2 separate regions of the Mus musculus genome follow, and region 1 is linked to region 2. The links are chromatin contacts, called in public HiChIP or PLAC-seq maps. All regions are on one chromosome and are shown on one strand. Each heading gives the region's core, a stretch centred on a gene start, on an enhancer-like site or on the middle of the called end of the contact. The rest is flanking DNA. Distances are from core to core; before and after follow the strand shown. Region 1 overlaps Pakap (paralemmin A kinase anchor protein). Region 2 overlaps Pakap (paralemmin A kinase anchor protein).

Region 1 (7,215 bases), core at 1,232-3,731, 150 kb after region 2:
GCACTTCATGCTGGTGCCGAAGTCATATGGGCTCCCCAGTTCTTGCTACTCCCAAGGTGGGGCTGAGGTGTTCTTAACGCTGGAGCTTTTTAATTTTTTTTTTTTGTGTGTGTGGGGGGATGTTGTTGTTTGGTTTGGTTTGGTTTGAAACAGGATCTCATAGTTTAGAGTTCTGGTTGTCTTAGAGCTCACTATGTAGACCAGGCTGGTCTTGCACTCACAGAGATCGTCCTGCCTCTGCTTCCTCAGTACTGAGATTAGAGGTCTGTACCTCTTTGACTGGCCAAGATTGAAGCTTTCTTGAGATTGGGAAGATGTCTCAGTTGATAGGGTGCCAGCCAGCATGAGAATTGAGTTCAGGTTCCTAGCACCACCACACAAATCCCGGTGTGTCAGTGCATGGCACCCTAGTGCTGACAGGCTGAGGACAGGTAGGTCCCCAGAGATGAGTCTAGCCAATCAGTCAACAATGGGTTCAGTGAGAGACCCTGTCTCAAAATATGAAGCGGAGATTGATTCATAGAGGAAGATGCCTAACATCATTCTCTAGATTCTATGTGCTCACACGTGCACACACATACCAATATCAACATCAATACACACTCACACACATGTATATATGTGCACACACACATGTGCACACATGCCAATATCAAGACACACATACTACACACACACAGACACACACATACTCCAATATCAATACACATACACTGCACACACATAAAAATCAATTCCTTAAAAACAAACCAAACTAAAAAGTAATTTAAGGGACTGAAGAGATGGCTCAGTAATTAAGAACACTTGTTGTTACTTTAGAGGGCCCAGGTCCTGGTCCATGCACCTGCATTTGTCTGTACCTCCAATTCCAGGGGATTAGTTTATAATCCCAGCATTGGAAAGCCGATGTAAGAGAATCTTGGGTTTGAGCTCAGTTCAGAATGGGCTACATGGCAAGACACTGTCTAAAGTAATATAATAGTAATAGTTGCTGTAGTAATATAAAGCATAAAAACCTCCCAAGTGCCTGGCACATACTTAGTTTTCAGTAAATATAAGTTTCTGTATTAGATGGTTTTCTGTTTACGTGACATAAGTTGGGGTGGTCTGAAGGGAGGGAACTTCAACTGGTGAATTGCCTCCATAAGATCTGGCTGTAGGGCTTTTTTCTTAACTAGTGATGGGTACAGAAGGGCCTAGCCCATAATAGGTGGTGCCATCCCTGGGCTGGTCGTCCTGGGTTCTATGAGAAAGCAGGCTGAGTCAGCCATGAGGAACAAGCCAGTAAGCAACACTGCTCCATGGTCTCTGCATCAGCTCCTGCCTCCAGGTTCCCGTCCTGTTTGAGTTCATGTCCTGACTCCCTTCGCTGATGGATTACGATATGGAAGTGTGAGCCAAGTAAGCCCTTTCCTCCCTAGCTTGCTTTTGGTCAGTCTTCATTGCAGCAATAGAAACCCCAAAACAACTAACTTTCTCCAAATTTAGGATCAAATGCATTGACTTGCAGTTTTTGTTTTTTTGTTTTTGTTTCTTCCTGAGGCAGGGTCTTACTCTGTAGCTCAGGCTAGCCTCCTAACTCTCAACAGTTCTTCTGCCTCAGCTTCTCAATACCAGGATTCTAGCTATGAGCCACTATGCCTGCCTGAAATTGATTCCAAAACGTGTGTTTGCCCCAGTAACAGCAGAGGGACGCACTTTGTCCTCCAGACAGGCATGTTTTAGTATGTGATGTCATATCATCTTTTCATGTGGGCTCCAGGGGTTGGACCTGGGTGGCCAGCATTGGTGGCAAGTGCCATGACGAGCAGAGTCGCCTTGTCAGTGTCTTCTTGCCTGTTTTCTGTAGAGCAGAACCTTTAGTTGTCTTCACCATCTGACGTGCCTCTGAAATGTAAACTCTAGGCGATCCTACAAACTCCTGTTGAGTTTGTGATTAACTGACACAAGCTATTTCTTTTTTTTGCCGTTTTTACTCATAACACTGAGAGATGTGGCTAGAGCGTGGAGAAAAAGATGGTCTCCTTATGTTTCATCTGATAGCAGGATCTTGCAGAGACAAAAAAAAAATATGCTAAAGATAAAGCTACCAGCAACTCTTGGTAGTTACTCACATGCTTCCGTTTCCATGTGGTCTGACTTATCAGGAGGATACAAGCATAATCTAGAGGTGTATGGTGAGCATTTTATTTTGAATAAGTCATAATCAAGTGCTCATTTCTATTTTTGTTAAATTGTCATTTGATTAGATCAAGGATGCCTTTCTTCACTTTATTGCCCTGACTCATTGTGGGTGGCTGCTTGCTAAGTAACCCGTGTGCCTGGAGAGGAAGGGGCTGGCAGCATCCCCACCCAATGGGCACCCAGGCACACGGCATGGAGGGAAGCAAGCATGTGATCGTGGCTCATAGCAGAGTGATGGAAGAGTCCAGCATGGAGCCCGCTGTGGCACACGTTCACCCACCTCTGTGTATTCATCGTCCTGAGCAGGGAAGGGCGGGACTGGTGCTGACCTTGCCTAAGCCACACACAAAGAAACAGCCCAGTGCAGTGACTCACGCCTGTAATCCCTACTCTTGAAATGTAGAGACAGGAAGCTAAGCAGTTTAAGGCCAGCCTGGACTGCGTGATATACTGTGAAGGGAATCATAGTCTTTGGCTCAAGACACCCCCAGGACCAAATTCTCAGCACAAAAGAGATTTATTTGCTCCAGAAGGGCAGAGGGCAGAGATAAGGGACAAAGACAGGAGATAGAAGAAAAGGGAGAGGGAGAAGGGAACAAAGAAGAGAGAAAGGAGGCAAGGGAGAGGGGTAAGCAGTATTTATCCTGGGAGGGTGGGGGAGGACAAAGGACAGCCTTTGGATAGAGAGGTGAGAGACAGATGTGGCCCATAGGCAAAAAGCAGTTTATGAAAGTAAAGTGGGAAACCTCGTTTTAGGTTGAGATGTTTAATTTTAACTGGGCATGCTAATTAGGTGAGCCAAAGGGGACTTTTGATTGCTGTACTTCAATTCTTTGATAGCTGGACCTTGGTAGTCAGCCTCAGGATTAGGAATTGGCCAAATAAGGGAATAGCTCTTGGGGATAGCTTTAGGAATATAATCTAACGGTTTTTAGCAAGGCAGAGGGAACTGGGGAGAAGGGCAAGGCCTGACAGAGCCATGCCCACCACATTTGAGCTAGCCACAGTCCCTTCACCCTGTCTCAAAAAGAAAAGAAAAAAAAGAAGAATAAAAATAAAAGGAAGGAAGCAAAGAAACGAAAGATGTGAGTAAGTGGTTCAAGGTCACACACATCTGTCACAACTTCAGAGGGGGAGGCTTTCTATCCTAGACCTAACTACCCAGCAGGCAGCAGCCATTTGGATAATCCCAAGGAATAATGACAAATTGTAAAATAATCATCTTTTAGTTTTAGAAAATGAAAAGAGGTTCTTATCAAGCATTTGGTCGAGTCCATTCAGTTTTTACAGATAAGAAGACTAAGACTTGTACAACTGGGCCCCTGTGATAAGTCAGTGGTAAGTCCTTTCCAAAGCTTAATAAAATAAATGTGTGGGTTTGAGCCTGTGCTCTGCTCAGTAGCTAACTAAAGGCTGAACCACCCAGCCAGACAAGCTCCTGACCCTAGTTATAATGTGACATTTCTTCATTTATTCTTGAATCTTGGGCATGTTGCTATTACATTTTTTTCTTTAAAAATTCTTTTTTTAAAAAAATGTGTGTGTGTATGTGTGTGTGTGTGTGTGTGTGTGTGTGTGTGTGTGTGTGTGTGTGTGTGTGTGTGTTGGTCAGAGGACAACTTACAAGAGTCAGTTCTCTCCACCATGTGGGTTCCAGGGATTGAACTTTGGTCATCAGTCTTAGCAGCAAGTGCAAGTACCTTTACCTAAGAACCATCTCACCGGGTTCTCCTCTCCTCCTCCTCCTCCTCCTCCTCCTCCTCCTCCTCCTTCTTCTTCATTGTCGTCGTCGTCATCGTCATTGTCTCCTCCTCCTCCTCTTCCTCCTCCCTGTGTCCCTCCTTGTGTTCCTCCTCCTGCTCCTGCTCCTTCTCCTCTTCTTTTTTTAAATAGGGTCTCTTTGAGTTCTAAACTGGCCTCCAACTTGTTGGGGCCTTGAATTTTTGCTCCTCCTGCTTCTACCCTCTGGGTGCCAGGCCTTTACCCACCAGCCTGGCTCTAGCTAAACCATTTGTTAATTGTATTTTGAAAGAAGAGAGGAGAAAAGGGATACCAACATTTATGTAAAACTTAACTCACTCAACAACTGAATATACTAAGTGATAATATCCATCCTTCCATGTACATTTTTCAAGGTTTATTTTGTTTCAGGAAAACCAAAGGTGTGTGTCATCTGCTTTACTTGTCTACATAGTTTCAGCACTAGACGTCTTATTGGTATTAAAATCTAGACAAAGGCAGGAAATTGAAGAAATGGAAAAAATGAAAGGCTAGGTTCCTCTGCCTCCCATGCAGTAAGGTGGTGACTCTCATTAATGTTATACCCTGGAAGGGCAGGCCAGCTCGCTCAGACACCTTGTTAGCTTTCTGTTGCTGTGATGAGAACCATGACACAGTCACAGTCCATCACTGTCTTAGTCAGGGTTTCTATTCCTGCACAGACATCATGACCAAGAAGCAAGTTGGGGAGGAAAGGGTTTATTCAGCTTACACTTTCACATTGCTGTTCATCACCAAAGGAAGTCAGGACTGGAACTCAAGCAGGTCAGGAAGCATTAGCTGATACAGAAGCTATGGAGGGATGTTTCTTACGGGCTTGCTTCCCCTGGCTTGCTCAGCTTGCTTTCTTATAGAACCCAAGTACCAGCCCAAGGATGGCACCACCCACAATGAGCCCTCCTACCCTTGATCACTAATTGAGAAAAAGCCTTACAGCGAGATCTCATGGAGGCATTTCCTCAATGGAGGCTCCTTTCTCTGTGATAACTCCAGCTTGTGTCAAGTTGACACACAAAACCAGCCAGTACAATCACTGAGAAAAGTCAGGGCAAGAACTGGAGGCAGGAGCTGAGGCCATCAAGGAGTTCTGCTTACTGACTTGCTCTCATGCCTTGCTCCACCTGCTTTCTCTTAGAGCCCGGACTGCCACCTCAAACTGTAGGTTGAGCCTCTCACAGACATCATTAACCAAGAAAACTCTGCCAGTGACTTGCCTACAAGCCAGTCTGGTTGGGGGAATCCCTCATCCGTTTTCTCTTGCTAGGTGGCTCTAGCTTGGATCAAGTTGACCAAAAACAAACCAACATAGATGCCATATTAAGGTATGGGATCTAATGCGTAGACAGACTGCAGTGTTCCTGATCACTCCTGTTTTAAGTAGTTTCTCAGCGACCCAGAGGATGGATTTGGAGTCACTTGCAGTGAAGATAAAAAAAACGATTCCTTTTCCTCTAACCTTGGGTTTGACCCCTGTTGGCTCCCTTCCCATCCCTCTTTTTTTTCTCTCTCTCTCTTCCTGCTCTTGCCAGGGCAGGACTCCACCGCAGCCTTTAAGATCTGGCGTTTACATTATGCTTCGGGAATTTACCAAGTCAACTCTTGCTTCTCGTAAACAGCAACTCACAGCCAGAGTGGCACCAAAGAGAAACAATAAGACAGTCTCCATGAGATGCCAGCACTAAAGAGGTGCTCATTGCAACACGCCTCTTCCCAGGCCTGTGGAGGATGGTTGGTCGATTGAGCCCCTGCCACAGCCTCTTCAAAGACCCTCAAGTAGACCTATTTACTCTTTCTTGGAATAATGGTAGGCTTCCTCCGGACCTTGCAAGAAATTAGGAAGCAGAACCCAAGGGCCAAGTCACCGATCTTACTGATCTCAGAGGACTGTGGCTGAGCTTAGATCTTTCTAGAACCAAGTGGATGATAGAATCAGCTAGTGGTGTCATTTGTGGAAAGGGAGTAAAAACTAAAGATGGAGCTAAGAGGAAGAGTTTGTCTTTGCACTCTGGCATCTTAAGGACTTGAGCTAAGGGTTTGTTGAGAGGATGGAGCTGGGCCTGGTGGTGACATTGGTTTGACTAAGCTTTGGAGCTGGCCCTAGGTTGAGAGTGTCCTGTTTGGGGGCGAAAGTGCACTATCCGTGTGTGAGCTACTTGGAGGCACAATCTGTCCCTGTGAGTGAAGGCCTGCAAACACTGCCAACCTTCAAATCATGCCAGGTAGCCCCATTTTCCAACTGTCCTTGAGTTAGTTCATTCCACTTCCTTGTGACCCCTGCTTCCCTCTCAGCTACTCGCCCCACCCCGCAACTTCTACCCTAGGCCTCCTCTAATGAGGCACCTCAGACAACCTTTCCCTCCTTCTGTGCTTAATGCTGCAATGCCAACTCCATTTTGACTCTCTCTGAGGTGAATCGTTTTGTTAGAAAATAGAAGTCAGAGGCAAGGACTGAGAAGAGAGGGACACTACTTATTTCCAGACATTTCACCCAGCATCTAGACCCCAAGGTAGCGTGTTGCCTAAGGGAAGGTTTCCACTCTTCGCTTGCCAGGTACAAGATAGGAAAATCACAGTTTGCTCTGTCTTTCTCTGTAATGACCTCATACATTCCAAAGCCCAGGGAGACTTCAGCACTCAGCCCTGAGGCCTCTATCTCTGAGTCCATCTTAATCTACGTCATTGTTGGCCTTGTCTCCCAGGAAATACAGCCTTCAGGAAAGGAGATGCTTAAATAAAAGGACAGCAGGCTGATCTCCCATGGGGAAGTCTTCTTAGCTGAGACCTATGTGCCTCCTGACCTGAATTGAGGGCTGATATGACTTTAATATAGACACCCCATGTGGGCCTGTGACACTAGATCACTGTGTAGGTGATCCAGCCTTCAGGTAGGGTAAGCCTTGCTTGTTTTTCTCTCAATTAAAAATGTTTGGCTAAAAGAACAAGCAAGAAATTTCAAGAGTATATTCTAGTTACCTGTTCCAAACCATAGAGGACAAAGCATACGTACTTTAACAGTGTCCCCTGGGATAAAAGTTTACACATTGCACTGTTTCTGTCTTTTATTATAGGAACACTCTCTCTAAATCTTTTCTATGTATAAGTTCTGAAAAGTTGTTATAGGGGTACTTCACTTCTTCCTTTAGTTGTTTGTTTGCTTGTTTGATTTTTCCAAGACAGGCTTTTTCCTTTCTCTGTGTAGCCCTGGCTGTCCTGGAACTCCATCAGTAGACCAGGCTGGCCTTTAACTCTGCC
Region 2 (7,042 bases), core at 2,312-4,811:
GCTTTTTGCTAGTCTTGACCCTTCTCGACAAGTTCACCTAACCTATTACTGGCCCTCCACCTCCTCCTGAGGCTGAAGCAAACACTTGGCAAGTGCATCAGGAGACAGGAGGCACTCCAATTCAAGGCTAGTTTAGGACATAGAGTCATATCTTATCTCCAACTAGCTAACCAAGTAACTAAGAGTGTGTCAGGGTTCCTAGAGCAGTGGTTCTAATCTTGTGGATCTCAACCCCTTTAGGTGTCGAATGACCTTTTCACAGGGGTTATAGATTAGATAACCTGCATATTAGATGTTTACATTATGATTCATAACAGTAGCAAAATTGAAACTATGAAGTAATAACAAAAAATAATTCTATGGTTGGAGAATAATAATTCTATGGTAAAAGGTTCATAGCATTAAGAAGGTGGAGAATCTCTGATCTAGAGGAACAGAACTGATGGAGTGAATATATTGTCAAAGGAGACTTATTAGATTTAATTACATGATATGGTAGACCAACAATGTTTAATTCCCATGGGAAATACCAAGAGTTTGGTAGCTACTCAGTCCATAGTCTCAATCTGGTGCTGTAGGCCTGAAGAGTTTGGGGAGAAATGCTGGTCTTCGCTCTACATTTGGAAGCCCAGAGATGCTCATCCTACTATCAGTTAGGGAATTCAACAACAGGCTGGATGAACTTGTCAAGCAAGAGTGAAGACAGACACAAGGCAAAGCAGTCCTTCCTCCACGCCCTTTGATCTGGGCTGCGGCCAGCCCAGGGATGCCCAGATTTAGTGTGGATCTTCCCACTTCAAGTACCTTGGTCAAGAAAACCCCTCACAGGAGTGGCCAGCCACTTGACTTGTAGGGGATTCCAGATCCGGTCAAGATGGCAGACACCGTTAGCCATCACACAGGTGAAGCAGAGTATGCCAGCTGAACTGCTGCTTGCCGCTGACACTCACAGCTAGTGAAGGCTGGAGGCCAGCTCAGAGAGGTCAGCTGTGTCACAAGCTGAGTGCAAACCCCGGCTCGTGCTTCAGCCTGTGCTCCTGGTTTGCCCAGGCCCTAATGTCTCTACAGACCATTCAGAACAGCACGGCTAACTGTTGCTTGTGGGAGACATGGCCAAGAAAAAGTCTGGGGGGAATGTACATATATGTATGCATAAGCACACATACATATATGCCTGTGCACATATTCATGTATATACATACTTTATGGAGCCCAAAGGGTAAAAGCTAAACTGTTACCAGCCATTACACCATATATACAAAGGAAAGTATGTTACTACAGAAAGGAGTGAATTCTAAGACGTTTTCTGTTGTTCTTGTGCGCTTAAGCAGGGATGACTGTTTTTTATGTCCAGGAGTTGGTAAGGCACTGGCAGGCTGTGATGGGACCCTGGGGGCTCATCTTAAATGCAAGCTCAGTTTGGACAAAATCAACCACTGGAATGTGTAAATGTTATTTTTAATATTATTGTAAATTTATATGATATATGCCTTTATCCTAGCTAGTTCCCTAATAACAACACAGAGAGACCAAGGTTTATTTTCAAGTTTCACCTTAATATCTGGGCAGTGTATCTTATCCCCTAAAATCTGGCTACCTCCCAGCCATAACCCCAATAATATTTGCATTTAAGGCCTTCCATCCTTCAGCTGAACTCTCATGAACTTTTGCCTCTTCTTGTGGCTCAATCTCTTCTTTTCCTCTCCTCTTTTCCTCCCTCCCTCTCCCTCCCCCTCTCCTTCCCCTGACTGATGGAAGTCCCATCCTTTTTTTCTCTCTAGTCTCTCTCCTTTTTTTCTGCCTAGTCATTGGGTGATCAGTTTTTATTGACAGGGCCAAGAATAAATGGTAAGAATTGTTTACACAAACTTGAGATGGGAGATTCTTGATGTAAGCATTACAATGCCATGCCTGGATTAAAACATATGAAGGCAGAGAAATCAGCATTTGAATAATGCAAGGATGACCTTTACACAGTACACAGAAACTACGCCTACAGGAGTGTGCTGTAAGAGTTGGGGGTTCAAATGGGCATGGTCAGCCACAGGAAAAAAATAGAGCAGATCTTGCAGAGCAGATCAAAAGTGGTTTTGAATCAAGAGAATGAAGAGCTCATGTATACGTGTGCAGGACCTTCTTGGAGCCCTTGGAAGAGGGCGATGGCCAAGACAGAGGAAAGGAACCATGGTGGGCTGTAAGAGTGAGTGGCTAGGCTCTGGGTCTGGGGAGGCTTTGCCTGCTCCTGTCATGGTCTTGCCAGGCATTGAACTCGTGGGCCCTGGATGTGTCCCAGGGTAAGCTGCATCCTATAGGCTACTGTGTATGAGCAAGGCTGTTGTGGGTACCCCCTCCTCCTTCAGACCTCCTGGCTGAGGACATACTTCCTACTCTGGAATTTGATTTTGGTTTCCCTTCCTCTTGTCATCTCTCCCCTGTAGATTGAGCCACCCTTGTGCAACATGCTTAGAATCAGAGATGTTTGCATTTGGGACTTTGCAGTTGTTTTAATTTCAGAATCTCTGCCAGTGTACAATGAGACACCTTGGGGATAGAATCATGAAATGTGTTTGTTTCATACACAGACCTTATACATAACCTGTAGATAACATTGTACAATATTTTAAAGTAATTTTTCGTTTGGAACAAATTTTGCACATTGACCCATTGGAGGAAAGACTTGGAGAGGTCTGCCTGTCTGTGATCATGAAGATTCAGATGTGGGAACATTTCCAGTTTTAGGCCTTCAGATTAGGCATGCTTCTCCTCTAAAGGCTTTTGTGTCTTTACATCCCAGTCCCAAGGGAAGAAAGGGGCTGCCATCCCTCATGCCGTAAGGAACACCCATTCCCCGGAGATACTTTCCTGTGGTTGGGCGCAGTTCGCTTCTGTCTCACAGAGGACTATCGGAACAGCTGTTGAGCTCATGGTTCACATAAGCTCTCTGCAGTGTGACAAAGTCTGAAGATGGGCTACAGGACTCTGCTCTCTTTGGCTGAGCTCAGCTAAATGGCTCTAAGCTGTAGGTGGGATGCATCTGCTTTTATTTTCTGCGCACCAACAGGCTAACGGGCTGCTCTTATTATCTTTCTGTGGCAATAACAGAGGATCCAGAGAGCCGAGCAAAAACAAGGTCTACACTTAGAGCTGTCCGTAAGTGAGCCTCTAAACATTCTGGCAGCCACGCCCAGTCAAGGAGAGGACACAGATGACCCACTCTTGGTGGGAAAACCACAAATAAGAGAAGCATAAAAAGATGAGGGGTGAATATGTCCATCATCCACAAGCATGACTGTTGAACTGAAAAAAAAAAAAAAGAAGCTTCAGAAAACTAAGAAAGAATTGAAACTCACAAAGCAACAGGGCAGAGGCAATGAGAGAAAGGAATAAAGAGAAGAGGAGAGATTTGGAGGTCCCATCCAGAACTAGATATTTATTGAACAGGAAACCCAGAAGTGATGCCACAGTGCCCTGTGAAAAGGGAATTTGTGCAACAAAACATTGCTCTGCAGATCACAGATCGTTAGCTCTCCGCCCACTGGTCTGAGTCACTCCCAAGAAATGCATTAGATTCTCTTAAAAGGGACACGTGGTTCTGTCTCCCAATGCTAAAGTAAGCCAGGCATGGTGATGGGTTTTTTGTAGTCTCTGTATCCTGGAAGTGGAAGCAGAAGGATCAAGCAAGGTCACCCTAGGCCAGCAGAGGCCATATGAGATCCACCCTTCACAGAGACTGGGTTACAGCTCAGTTGGTAGAGCACTTGCCTGGCAAGCACAAGACCCTGGGTTTGATCCCTAGCACCACGCACACTGGTTATGGTAGTGCGCATGGTATGTATGTGTAAGAGGAAGGGAAACTAAAATCAAATTCCAGAGTAGAAAGGATGTCCTCAGCCAGGAGGTCTGGTGGCTCAATCTACAGGGGAGAGATGACAAGAGGAAGGGAAACCAAAATCAAATTCCAGAGTAGGAAGGATGTCCTCAGCCAGGAGGTCTGGAGGAGGAGGAGGTACCCACAACAGCCTTGCTCATACACAGTAGCCCATAGGATGCAGCTTACCCTGGGACACATCCAGGGTTCACGAGTTCAATGCCTGGCAAGACCATGACAGGAGCAGGCAAAGCCTCCCCAGAATAGAGCCTAGCCACTCACTCTTACAGCCCACCATGGTTCCTTTCCTCTGTCTTGGCCATCGACCTCTTCCAAGGGCTCCAAGAAGGTCCTGCACATGTATACATGAGTTCTTCATACATATACATGCCATATACATACGTATTCATACCTGTATACATACCATACAGGTGTAGTAGTGCTCTCAACACTTGGTAGGTGGAATTGGGAGGGTGATCATCTGTAGGTCATTTTCTGCACCTAGAGAATCTGAGGCAGTCTGGACTATGTGAGACCTTGTCCCAAAACCAAAACAAACCAAAACAAATCAGAAAAAAAAAAAGACTTAAGGAAGAATAGAGCATGGTAATCAAAGAGAACATGCAATTTCTATATGAAAAAAAATGAGAATTAACTTGGGTCATTTGGTTTAGAGAAAGAAGAGGGGTGGTGGCCCCACAGACCCTCAAGTGTGTCTAGAATTCAGGCAGTGTCTTGCTTCTTTATGATTGGGTCAATCTGAATACGACAGGGTTTAAATAAAGCACGAAGACTTACGGCTTGGGTTTGATATGACCATTCCCCTAGACATTAAGAAAAGATAAAATCATATGCTTTTAAAAATTGTTCACAGCCTAGAGCAGTGTAGGAAATTCCAGGACTTTAGCTGCACTTTCTCCCACAATGTTATTTATACAATGGAGGTGCCTTGGAATGGAACGTCTTCTGCCTTTCAGAACTGGTGGTGGTGGTGATTAGATTTTTCAGGATAGCTTACTGAGAAGGAAAGACAAAGGAAGGAGGGATGGAAGGAGAGAGGAAGAGAGGAAAGGAGAGGGAGAGATGGCAGGAGGGAGGGATGGGAGAAGAGAGGGAGGGAAGAGCAGAGGGAGGTAAGGAAGGGAGGGAGAATGTACCTAGACTACTCAAATCTTGGGCAGTATAATTTACCTTGGGGAAGTTTTTAAAAAAAATAATCTATAGGCTTCATTCCAGAAATTTGGATTCTGTGGCACAAATAAGGAGTAGTTCCTAGCTCAGTGGGTCTAAGCACTTGTTGCCAGATCTGGTAACCTGGACTCAATTCCCCAAAGCCATAATGATAGACGAGGGCTCACCCCAAAGATTGTCTCCTAAACTCGAAAGGAGCACTGCAGTGTGTGCATGCTGGCCACCCTCACTCACCCACGCCCACACACAACTTATAAAGATGCTAAGCTTATTCCCTATGGCTGTTTTGTACAAGGAGGATTGCTGTACATGGAGAAAGACTGGAAGATTCAGTTTCTAGCACCGAAGCCTGGAAAATCAATAGCACGCAGTAGACTAAAGAGCACAGCAATTGCCCTTGATTTCAGACTGATTCTGGCTTTGACTCAAGGACATTAGAAACCACCTCTGGGGACTTTGTAAGAGAGAGCCACTCACCACAAAGCTGAGGCTTTTGTGTTTTGTTTTGTTTGGTCTTTTTGTTTGTTTGTTTGTTTTCCCAAAGGCCTTATGGCAGAGCCCCCTCCCTTTGAACTTCATTAGAAATAACCTTGGCTCTCTGGGCTAATAACAATACAGGTCAAGGATGCTGGCTACCTCCTCAAAGCCCAGAAATTTCTATTATCTGAAATAACACAAAGATCGATAGCTGAACTGTGAGCAATATGGCCTCAAGTCATGCCATCAGAGTGACTGCAAACAGCGGAGAGCCTTGTCACTTAGCAGAAAACTTGTCTCTGTTTGCTATTCTTCTTGGCTTGTGTAACAGTCATATTCTTGACTTGCTGGTAAGAGGAGACCAATGAGGCTTTAAAAAATATATGAGGGTTGCTGAAAGCAGACTCATTTCTTATATTTTAAAAACAAATCTCAGACGTTAACATCTGTATGAGTTGTTTCCTGATGGAATATTATACTGAAAAATTCCAGGGTCAACTATTATCAGTGAGTTACTGTGTTCCTGGGGTTACACAGAACCCCATAGTAGTTGTCTTAGGGTTTTACTGCTGTGAACAGACACCATGACCAATACAAGTCTTATAAAGGACACCATTTAATTGGGGCTGGCTTACAGGTTCAGAGGTTCAGTCCATCATCAAGGCAGGAGCATGGCAATGTCTAGGCAGGCAGAATGCAGGCAGAGCTGAGAGTTCTACATCTTCATCTGAAGGCTGCTAATGGAAGACTGACTTCCAGGCAGCTAGGATAAGGGTCTTAAGGTCCACACCCACAGTGACATACCTACTCCGACAAGGCCACACCTACTCCAACAGGGAGATACTTCCATATATTGCCACTCTCTGGGCCAAGCAAATACAAACCATCAAACTGGTGCTCTTGATATTTCAGGCAACCAAACCCACAGTAGTTCGATCTGTTTCATATCTGTTCTTGGAACCAGGGCTTATTGCTTGCCTTGTGGGTTTTTTTTTTTCCACTTGAGTATCATTCTAATTTCAATAATGAATTCATTATTTTTCTCATTGTTGTGACAAAATACCTACAGAAACAACCTAAAAGAGGAAAGGATGGTTTGGGCTCCTGGTTTCAGAGGGCTCCATATGTGGTTGTCAGGCGCTGTGTACTTGGCTAAAATGCCAAAGTGTAGGCACATGTGGTAGTGGCTGTCTAGGTGACAGATAAGCAGAAAGGATGAGTGTTGGTCTCCAGCTGGCTTGCTCCTTTGTCCTCCTTTCTTTCCATCCAGGCCCTCTGCTCTGGAATTGGTGCTGCATGCATTCAGGATGAGTTCCCTTTGGGAACACCCTCTCACAGATACACTCAGGATGGATAGATGGTGGAGGGATAAGAAGAGGAGTGGAAAGGGAAGGGAGAAAGGATGGAAAGAGAAAGAGAAAGAGGAGCCCTGCCTCACCAATCACCTAGGTGGCCCTAAGTCTAGCCCAGTTGACAGTGAAGCATACCCATCCTAAGTTAGGCCTT

Evidence for each region. HiChIP or PLAC-seq counts read pairs in DNA pulled down with a chosen protein or histone mark.
Region 1: a contact with region 2 is called in a CTCF HiChIP or PLAC-seq map of the NIH/3T3 cell line, with 8 read pairs. The contact joins two enhancer-like sites. A contact is called at or near these places in 1 of 15 datasets of contacts at CTCF or cohesin (the NIH/3T3 cell line), 11 of 484 Hi-C or Micro-C datasets (Th1 cells, double positive thymocytes, embryonic stem cells and 5 more), 1 of 115 datasets of contacts at active chromatin or transcription factors (embryonic stem cells) and 1 of 9 other capture datasets (adipose tissue).

The regions. Positions count from the first base shown.
Region 1 is chr4:57,796,005-57,803,219 of GRCm38.p6, forward strand. All of the region lies in intron 7 of Pakap (paralemmin A kinase anchor protein), which reads left to right. Among named protein-coding and RNA genes, the nearest start is that of Gm35099, 44 kb to the left of the region's middle. Within about 2 kb of position 2,482, at least 165 of the 459 cell types and tissues checked have an H3K27ac peak or open chromatin away from gene starts, as enhancers often do. A contact at or near this core is called in the NIH/3T3 cell line, stem cell-derived germline stem cell-like cells and trophoblast stem cells, where this site is marked.
Region 2 is chr4:57,648,825-57,655,866 of GRCm38.p6, forward strand. The region is part of intron 4 of Pakap (paralemmin A kinase anchor protein); the gene reads left to right. Among named protein-coding and RNA genes, the nearest start is that of Gm52699, 30 kb to the left of the region's middle. Within about 2 kb of position 3,562, at least 38 of the 459 cell types and tissues checked have an H3K27ac peak or open chromatin away from gene starts, as enhancers often do. A contact at or near this core is called in the NIH/3T3 cell line, stem cell-derived germline stem cell-like cells and trophoblast stem cells, where this site is marked.